2 separate regions of the Ovis aries genome follow, and region 2 is linked to region 1. Evidence: chromatin contacts called from public Hi-C data. All regions are on one chromosome and are shown on one strand. The core of a region is the stretch at or near the end of the contact, and the rest is flanking DNA. Distances in the headings are between cores, read along the strand shown. Region 1 holds the start of PTGER4 (prostaglandin E receptor 4). Region 2 has its middle 250 kb from the start of TRNAE-CUC.

Region 1 (4,990 bases), core at 462-2,961:
GACACAATCCTAGAGCTTACTACTTAACAGGAAGCACAGACAACAGGAGTGGTTATAGTGGATTAGGACTCCGAGAAACTGACAGATCTCCATCAGTTCTTTTTACATCTGCTACCAAATGTGTGTTTCTTTCCGAACCCCTGATATTCATGTGGAAACAATACAAACAGAATGATGTTATATCAATATATCCACATGGTGCCTTATACAATTATGTCCTGTAATTAGCTGAAAACTGGAACGTTTTGTTCCTCCTATTACTCGTTTGTTACTGTGTCACTTGAGAATAACTAGAGCACCAGATAAATTCTTAGGTTTGTACATTCACGAAATAATAAAGGCATGAGTGCTTGCTTTAGCATATAAAAGGATCAAGTTATTTATCTATCCTGTGAGGAGATGCATTATGTTAAAATGCATGTATCCGACCTCTGGAAAGAGATCCTAGGAACTGAAATTATGAAGGCTCACACAATCTCACTTTACGGTTTAAAAAAAAATGGTGAAGCAGTTATAATTATGCCATAAAGTTTTACAATCATTTTTTTTTCATTTTTCAGTTCTGACTCTAGCAAGTAAAATATTAATAGAACAGTTCTGACTGTAGCAAGTAAAAGAGAAAGGAATAACGAGAAGCTACATTGTAATTCAAAGATTAAAAGGTAGAGCAAATAGGCTTTTCCAAGAGTTGACTAGTGAGGTAGTGACTGGACAATTCCTTTACTTAAAAACAATCCCAGTCTCTCTGTATCAGCCTTTCCAAGAATTCATGGTGAAGGTGTCTAAATCTGACTGTTAACCGAGCCCAGACACGAAACTCAGTCTAGCCGTTCTCACGGGCCGGAGAAGTTCCCCGAAGGAGGACAAAGGTCTCCTCGGTTCGACAGACAGCGACAGACAGCCCTCCGCAGTCACTGTCGGTCCCCTGGAGGGCCGCGCGCCGGCTCTCCGCAGCCGCAGGTCTCTGCCACTTGCGACGGGAGAGGTTGCTGTCCCGGCTTCTCCCCACCCCCCTCACCTTTTTTTTGCCTCGGCACTGCCAACGAACTCCTTTCGTGGTGAGAGGATGGATTCCTCGTCGTTTCCCCGCCCAACCCTGGTGCCCACTCTCCCACCCAGCCACCACCACAGTCACGCGCACCCTTCTGATCCGGGGCCACTGGCGCACGCACCCTATTTCTCCTCCCCGGTCCACGCGCGCGCACACACACACACACCTCGACAGCTCCCAGGTAGAATCCTAAGCCGCTGACCTCCCTTCCCAGCACCCAGATGTTGCAACTCGGCTGAAGAAGGTGCGAGAAATAGCCCACTTGGAGAAGGAGACAGCGAGGAAGATGCCGGTTTCAGAGCTGTCTGCCCTGGATACCGAGTTCAAAGTAGCTAAGAGGGTGCACAGGAGAATACCGGGACTCCCCCCAGAGTCCCCGCGGACCGCGGCCTTTCCGCACCACCTGCCTGGAGCAAGGAGGCCAAGCCTCCACCATCCCAGCCCCGCGGTGGGCTGGAAAGCCGCAAGCAAGCAGCGGGCAGAGGCGCGGTGGGACCCGCGCCGCCCGGGGCCCCGCCCTCCGGCCCGCAGCGCTTCCTCTCTGCGCACAGGAGCGAGCGAGCGCCCCGCCCACTTCACATCTGGCCAATGGGCGCCCAGGCCGCGCGCTGTGTGGCCCCGCCCCCGCCAGGGAAACTTGAAGCTGCAGAAAAGTTTGTACAGAGGCTGGACTGGCAAGAGCGGAGCTGGAAACCCGGCAGCCTGAGAGGAAGATGAACCGCCCCAGGTCAGAGCCTCGGGCCGAGAGGACCTCAAGCCGCCCCCAGGGCGTCAGAAGCGCCCTCAGCTCTAGCCGCCAGCCCCGGTAGCCGCCCGCGCTGCCCTGGGCTGGGGAGGAGGGCGGCCCGAGCCGGGTACCCAGGCTCGGTGCCACCAGCGCGGTGCCGCCGCACACCTGAGAGCTGTCCGCCCACGGACGATTCCCGCGGGCTCCGCAAAACTTGGATCGTCTTTGAAGAAACGAAGGAAAAGACGAAGGAATAAAGCAATCCATGATCGGGCTTCACTGACCCATTTCGCTGCCCTTCTGTTTCTCCAAGTTTTTGAAAGCTGACCACTGACCCCAGTTCCGGAAAACTGGCAGCCACCGAGAGCAAGCTCTGAGAAGGCAGAGGCTTGGCAAGCTCCACACTGAGCAGGGCACGGCTGAGGGCAGGTTGAAGGCTTGTCCAGGACATCTGAGGCTTGACCCTGGGGGCTTACGTAACTGCAACCTCCGCGGCTGCCACAGGTGAGACAGGGTTGGGGGCACTGGGCAGAGAGCGGTGCGGGCGCCCCTTGAGCGTAGCCAGGAAATGAAGAGTGCTCTCTTCAAATTATCTTCCATAACTTGTTTTCAGCGAGACTTTTATTGACTCAGAATCTGTCGGGAAAACGAGCAAGCCAGTTTTCCCTTGAGATAGGTCTTGTTCATCTTGGCAGTGGAATGAGTTGGGTTGGGGAGAGGAGAGAAAGACAGTATCAACGTATAAATATTAATGCCCGTAGAGTGGTGCTGCCGGCAGGACTTATCCGGAGCCTGGAGATTTAGGTTGCTGCAGTTGGTAAGTGACTGCAGTCCACAATGTTGGATCGAGTTGCTCCCCCGATCTCTCATCAACATATTGTTTCTCGGGAGCGGGTCTGACACCTTTTTGCAGGTGGTAATTTCTGCTCATCGCTTCTTCGTCTCTCTCCTATTCTCCACAGACCCAGCCTCGCACTCCAAGGCAGTGTACCGTCGGCCACCACCATGACCGCCCCTGGGACCAATGCATCATCCTCCCAGGCCTCCAACCCACTGAACAGCCCAGTGACCATCCCGGCGGTGATGTTCATCTTCGGCGTGGTGGGCAACCTGGTGGCCATCGTGGTGCTCTGTAAGTCGCGCAAAGAGCAGAAGGAGACGACTTTCTACACACTGGTATGCGGGCTGGCGGTCACCGACCTGCTGGGCACGTTGTTGGTGAGCCCGGTGACCATCGCCACCTACTTGAAGGGCCAGTGGCCCGGGGGCCACGCGCTGTGCGAGTACAGCACCTTCATCCTGCTCTTCTTCGGCCTGTCGGGGCTCAGCATCATCTGTGCGATGAGTATCGAGCGCTACCTGGCCATCAACCACGCCTACTTCTACAGCCACTACGTGGACAAGCGGCTGGCGGGGCTCACGCTCTTCGCGGTCTACGCGTCCAACGTGCTCTTCTGCGCGCTGCCCAGCATGGGCCTGGGCAGTTCGCGGCTGCAGTACCCGGCCACCTGGTGCTTCATCGACTGGACCACCAACGTGACAGCGCACGCCGCCTTCTCCTACATGTATGCGGGCTTCAGTTCCTTCCTCATCCTCGCCACCGTGCTCTGCAACGTGCTCGTGTGCGGCGCGCTGCTCCGCATGCACCGACAGTTCATGCGCCGCACCTCGCTGGGCACCGAACAGCAGCACCACGCTGCCGCCGCCGCCGTCGCCTTGGCCCCGACCGCCTGCCGGGCTCCCCCGGCCGCCTCCTCCCCAGCCCTGCCGCGCCTCAGCGACTTTCGCCGCCGCCGGAGCTTCCGCCGCATCGCGGGCGCGGAGATCCAGATGGTCATCTTACTCATCGCCACCTCCCTGGTGGTGCTCATCTGCTCCATTCCACTTGTGGTGAGTGGCAGGGGTCAGGGCCCCACTCGGCCCTTTTCCTGCGTTCACCTCCCTCCTCCATCTCCCGCTCCCTGCTCTCCCTCTCCTCGGCCACCGGCCACCGACGTGTCTCCTCCAGGTCGGGACTGGGGTCCCCACGCCCAGGCTCTTTTTAGGCCCCACCGCTAGCGAGGTGCAGCAGGTGCTTTTCCCCTACATCGCCGAGTTTCTTTCCCCGAAAGCCTGGTTTCCTCTCCCTCCCGGGACAGCCCCTACCTCTGGCTGCCTGACAGTGGCCTTGAGCCTTCCGAGAACGCGCGCCGCTCTCGGTCAGATGTAGAGAGGAAACCGCTGTAGTAGTGTGACTGAGCCCCATCCTCAGGCGGAATCCGAACCGTCGGGGCCGGTGATTTCTTTGGTGTCCACTCCTTACAGTAGTAGCGTTTTTAGTGTTCTGATTTATGTCCTTTAAAAAAAAATTTTCTTTTGGTAGCTTATGTCGAATTTTAGAGCTTGAAGGAATATTGGATGCATTTTGGTCTAACTCCTTCACTTTACACTGGGAATTACTTGCTTAAAATAATCCCGCAGAACTAGACTGTCAAGCTAAATTCCTTGCTTTTTGCCAAGCAGTGAGTCCCCCGGGAAAACATCTCGGTGCACATGTGGTCCTCCACGGGCAAGGCCCAGAGCTTCATTCTTTCTAGGGGCCAGGAAAGCAAGGTGTTTCAGGGGACCTGTTGAGGGTAGGCTGATGCATCTGGGGTATTGAATTCACATTCTCAACTGTGAGAGGTAGAGTGCCTTTCTAGAGAGATGGGGCTTTAGAGATGGTCACCTTATTTATTGCCAAGCCAAAGCTTTGCAACTTGAGATGAACCTCAGACCAATCTAACCCCAACGCTGCTTCTGTAATATGACGTCATGTCTCCCTCCTAGAACACTTCTAATTTTGGCCTTCGAAACAGTGTGTCTGAGTCTGGGTTTTGGTACCTTTAAGGACACCATCTTCTTTAAAATTGCCTGTGCATTAACTTTTAAAATGTTTTAAAATGTTACAAGCAGGAAGTTTGAAAGTCTGCCTAGCTCTCCTCTCTTTGCACTAGAAACCCATGGGCAGATGCACGTAATAAATATTTCGTCTAGAGTTTCTCATGAAAGCAACTAGTCCTGAGTTTTTCTATATCTCAAAACACCGCATTCCTGGAAATTCTAAACTATCAACTTGAAAAAGTTGGGGTTTTTTTGAACGCTGATTGGGAGCATGAGAAAATAATAGGGTATTATTCCATCTTTTCCCTTACTAACACTGTTCAGAGATTTTAAGATAAAAATATATCATA
Region 2 (5,061 bases), core at 839-3,338, 430 kb before region 1:
AGAGTTCACTCAGATTCATGTCCTTCGAGTCCGTGATGCCATCCAGCCATCTCATCCTCTGTTGTCCCCATTCTCCTCCTGCCCCCAATCCCTCCCAGCATTAGAGTCTTTCCCAATGAGTCAACTCTTCGCATGAGGTGGCCAAACTACTGGAGTTTCAGCTTCAGCATCAGTCCCTCCAAAGTGTATATATTGATTTAGTGATCATATGGGAAGAGATGTGCTCTGAGGATGTTTTTCTCTGATAGTTTCTTCATGGAAATGGCTCTGAGGAGAGTTTGGAAGAGTCAACAACATAAAGACATGGAATAATGGCCAGGAATATGGGCAAGGATCCACTGCCCTCAAACTTCTTTTTCTCTATCTCAGCCTAGCTTTTGATTCCTTAATTCAATATCGCTACTTTTGAGTTGCCCACATGAATGTTTCTAGAGTGAATCATACTAGATCTATAGTACAAGCTTAATAACATTAACCTCTACTGATAGTCTAGCTTAAATGTCTCCCAGTTTTTGCTTTGGCTTTTAGGTTAGTTACAAGTAGCCGAGAAATGGTCTACTAAAAGTAGAACCTTGCACAGAAATTTTCAGGTAGGATGTGTTTAAAAGGATTTGAATGAAAAATCACCATCAGAGCAAAACATTTCTCCAGTTATACTTTCCATTAAATATTAAGTATGCAATGGGGAAACAAGTTGAAAATATAAATATATAATAATTGAATTATTACAAGTTTAGAAGCTGAAGAGACACGTAAACATGTTTCATATGTGAACTAAATGTCTCCTCCCCCTCTACTTTCACTGGCAGGAAATACATTAGTATATGCTGTTTCTGCTTAAGCCTGAGAAGAAAAGGCCAAGTGACAGCTTTAAAAGCTGACCTTGAATAAGTTATCAGTTGCAGCCCTTCTCTAAATCTTGGACTCAATTTACTCTGTTTAAGTGTAGCCTCTTTTATGTTTATCCTTAGATATTTTAACAAAGCATCATAATGTTATTTTTATAGTGTAATCACATGGACAAACATACTACCTTTAACTCTTATCAATCACCTGCTTTTAACTCTCATTTAATCACCTGGTTGGTGAGTCTAGGACAGTACAGCAAATTATTAGCCTAAAACTGCAACAGAGAGTTAAAAAATAATAAAACACAATAAAGAATTTTTAACAAGCAACACTAGACGTCAGAGTTGTGAAACAATTGCAAGCATTTCAAAATATATATTGAAATAATAAAATCTCAGTTAACTGAACTTAAACTGCATACACGTAAACTGCTGGATCTTTTAATTACAAGAAGTATTTTTGGTATTTAACTTTTTACAAGGAAGGATATGCTGCTGCTGCTAAGTCAACTTCAGTCATGTCCAACTCTGTGCGACCCCATAGACGGCAGCCCGCCAGGCTCCTTCATCCCTGGGATTCTCCAGGCAAGAACACTGAAGCGGGTTGCCATTTCCTTCTCCAATGCATGAAAGTGAAAGTGAAGTCGCTTAGCTGTGTCCGACTCTTCACGACCCCATGGACTGCAGCCTACCAGGCTCCTCTGTTCATGGGATTTTCCAGGCAAGAGTACTGGAGTTGGTTGTCATTTCCTTCTCCGGGAAGGATATGAGAAAGTGAGAAAACGTACTCTATTCAGAGATTCATAACAAAGCAGTTTTCAGCATAAATCCCGGGGATGAGAACACATTCTGTCTAGCCTCCCAAGCTTCTGTAGTATAGTATTCTGTGTTTAATCTGCAGGCTTCAAAGTGAGGAGAATGATTTAATGCATTTGAGAAAACATTTTGAATAACAGCTTTAAAGCAAAAAGGGGTTTTCCACATTAGCCACAGCTGACCACAAAATACAAATTAACAATTTGCCCAATTTCCTAGCTATTCTAGTTGAGGTTTTAATGTACATAGCTAATAAAGCATCTTTCATATAGTAGTTGGAGCATCCCGACCCATTCATGGACCACTGACTTAGAAACAATCTCGTCTGCCATTGCTTCTGTGGCATGAGGTCTTGAAATGATCAGTTATCTCGTAGGATGACTCACATCTCACTAGCTCAATGTGGTTCCACACTACCAAGAGAACACAGTGCCAGCACATGCCCAGTAATTCACAGCATAGTCATTTCCCTGAAATCTTTATAAGGAGTGCCCCTCCATCTGGTGTAAAAATGCATTATTCATTCAATACACATCCTATTCACTAAATAGGGAGAATATCACCCCTACACTTCCATTTATACTCAAACCATGTCATTTGGGTAATTGTGACTTCTCTGGGTTTATACTTTGAGATTTTGCATGCATTTTATATCTTCCTTTTGAAAATTACATTTTATTAAATATTTGACCAGAGATCTAATTTTCCATTTCCTTTTCTCTCCCCTGAGTCTCTGTATCATGTTCTCATTTAAGTCACAGGTGTGCTTGGGAAGCTTAACTTTACTTCTGAGTCATGTTGGTGAGCAACTAAAATCTCCCTCCAATCCCACGGGGCTCACTCCCCTACAGTTTCCTCTTCTCTAAGGACACCAGAATAGAATGAGTAAACTGTGTTCACTGTATTTCCAATTATGTGGGGTTTTAGTGTTATCTGCTTCTAGGAACATTTATGACAACACTTGGATTCTAGGATCCACTCTAATACATACACTCTAGTAAAAACTGGAAGAGTCTTTAGGTGTTCACAAATATATATATATTTCATATTTTATATATTTATTTATTTCAGTCTGATAGAACCAATACTCAGGTTAGGAGATCCAGGTTTAAGTTGAATATCTATGTAACCTTGGGTTTGGGAACAACACAGACCTTCTACTACTATATCACCTGGTCTCTGAGACCAGAGGCAGTAGGAACATTTTGAGAATACAAACCCAAAGAACCCCATGAAGCAAGTAAAATCCCCAAGTGCAACATCAAGAGGGAGACTCTTATAGAACCAAGAAATGGCACAGAAGAGATCTTGTTTATTAATTTAATCAGGATATTTTATTATATCAAGAGATCTGACTATTTTACAGATCTGTCAATTTCTCTTCATTCCTACTGCTAATTCCCTAATTCAGGCTATCACAAGGCTTTCCCAGATCGCTCCAACCTCCCCTACGTGGTCTCCCTAATATCCAGGCCTGATTCCCTCTTCTCCACTATCCCACTGAATAGCCTGATGAATTCCACTGACTAAAATGCTGAAGTGCCTCCTCACTGCCCTCAAGATAAAGCTGATCTCCTTAGTATGAAAAATACTAAGGGCTTGCTTTGCTAGGGCTTGCTTTCCTAACCTTACCTCTTGACCATCTCCTACTGCCTTGGCATCTAAAGTCCAGTCTGACTGAATGACATCTACACGTTTCTACTTCCAAACTCTCTGTAAAAGCTCTGCTTTCTACCATGGATACCATCTCACTCCCAACACCTCTGCTCTTGCCTAGACAAATCTTACTCATTTTCCAGATTAGATGATGCTTCCTAAAAACTGAATTAAAGTGGCCCTTCATTGCCCACATACCAAGATAGCACAGGTACTGACACACAGTGCAGCTTTTCATCCTATGAGTTCTGAGCAACTCACCAAACTCTGAAGTCCACAAGCAAGGAACTATAACAGCTGAGTGCTGGGACCATGTGTTCAGACTCTAAAGCTACAACAAATATATTTTCCTTTTCCCTCTAAGGGAATCAAGGGATAAACTCATATACTCATTCAATCACCTTTAGTGATGAGTCCCAGTGCCACAGCTTTAAATGGCATTTTTCTCAACGTATAAGATGACTTTGATATTAAGCCCACAAATTCAGGATACAAGAAATGTAAAGTCCTTTTTTTATGTTCACTTTGCACTCTGTGGTAGAAACTTAATCTTGTCAATTCTGGGTCATCTCACTCAACTCAGTTCCATCTTTTCCTTGGAGTTGCATCCAAGTTGAAAGGAGAAGCACTGGGTTTGCACCGAGGCAATGGAGGTGGGGGTGGAAATCCGATCCTCTGTCATCACCAGATGCCCACTGGCTCCTTTGGCCATGGGTCTACACAGCCAGTAGTGTCTTCCTCATTCCATCCCAAGGCCTCTCTGGATCTGATTCTATAATATATCAGTTATGTTAAAACTCTCTCAGGCATACTGAAAACACTTGGTTGTTCCCTGAACCAAAAGAGCATGGGAAAATTCTATGACGTTCCTCAGGTTTGTATGCCTAAACATTCTGTAAAACTGTTTACTCAAGTGCTTCTATGAAACACTTCTATAAATGCTGATGAAAACTTCTACAAGTTTTAGCAGCCCTCTGACTTCATTTACTGAGAAGGATACAAACAGATTTTTCACAGATCATCCTGAATCTAGTGAGACTTTTGTTTTGCGTGTTTCCTCTATGTTTTGTTCAACCCTGGATTCAACACCAGGCAGAAAGTTCACAGGGTGACTAAATCCTGTCTAGCTTATTCTCTGATTTTAATTTTCTTCTTTCTCCTAGTCAGGAAAAATTTCTCTGCTCTGGGTGCCAATCATATTCTTCTCTGTCATTTGTCTCATGTTTTGATATCAGGGTGTTTCTGAAGCCATATTTCAAACTATTTATGTTCTCTGCTTTCTGTGTGTAATTTATTCCCTGAGGCATACACATAGAATGTCACAGTTTCCCAGGTATGAAGAAGAGTCACAAAACAAAAGGAGCTATGGTGAGGGGGTACCAATTAATATCTCAAGATATTATCCGACCTCATAAATCACTACCTAAGAGCCTAAATTTCTAAAAGCAGAGTTTTCCAGTAAGTGCTGGCAGAACTCACTAGAATACCTCGTGGAAACGTCCTGGTTTCTCCCCACTCTTCCCTCCTAAATTAGAGTTCAATTTCACCCTTGTATTTCTGGGAAAGGTGTTCTGATGCAAATCAGCAAGACTGGAGGGAAATGACATAAATATCAAGAAAGAATGAACTTGCTCATGAAGCCTCTTATGTCTATGTAGGCCCTTTTTAGGCTCAGTCATTGGCTTGTGATAGGAGAAGCCAGGCCATGCTTCCACAACGAACAGGAGAGAACAGAGAAAGG

Evidence for each region. A called contact is a pair of places that touch in the nucleus more often than the background predicts.
Region 2: a contact with region 1 is called in a Hi-C map of skin fibroblasts, with 2.3 times the contacts expected there. The contact joins the enhancer-like site here to the promoter of PTGER4 in region 1. A contact is called at or near these places in 3 of 16 Hi-C or Micro-C datasets (blood, omental adipose tissue and skin fibroblasts).

What each region holds. Positions count from the first base shown.
Region 1 is chr16:33,940,245-33,945,234 of ARS-UI_Ramb_v3.0, reverse strand. PTGER4 (prostaglandin E receptor 4) reads left to right here and starts at 1,711. Exons shown (of 3, transcript XM_015101313.3): 1 at 1,711-2,282; 2 at 2,741-3,668. The coding sequence starts at 2,784.
Region 2 is chr16:34,371,523-34,376,583 of ARS-UI_Ramb_v3.0, reverse strand. No RefSeq gene overlaps it. Among named protein-coding and RNA genes, the nearest start is that of TRNAE-CUC, 250 kb to the right of the region's middle. Within about 2 kb of position 2,088, at least 3 of the 54 cell types and tissues checked have an H3K27ac peak or open chromatin away from gene starts, as enhancers often do.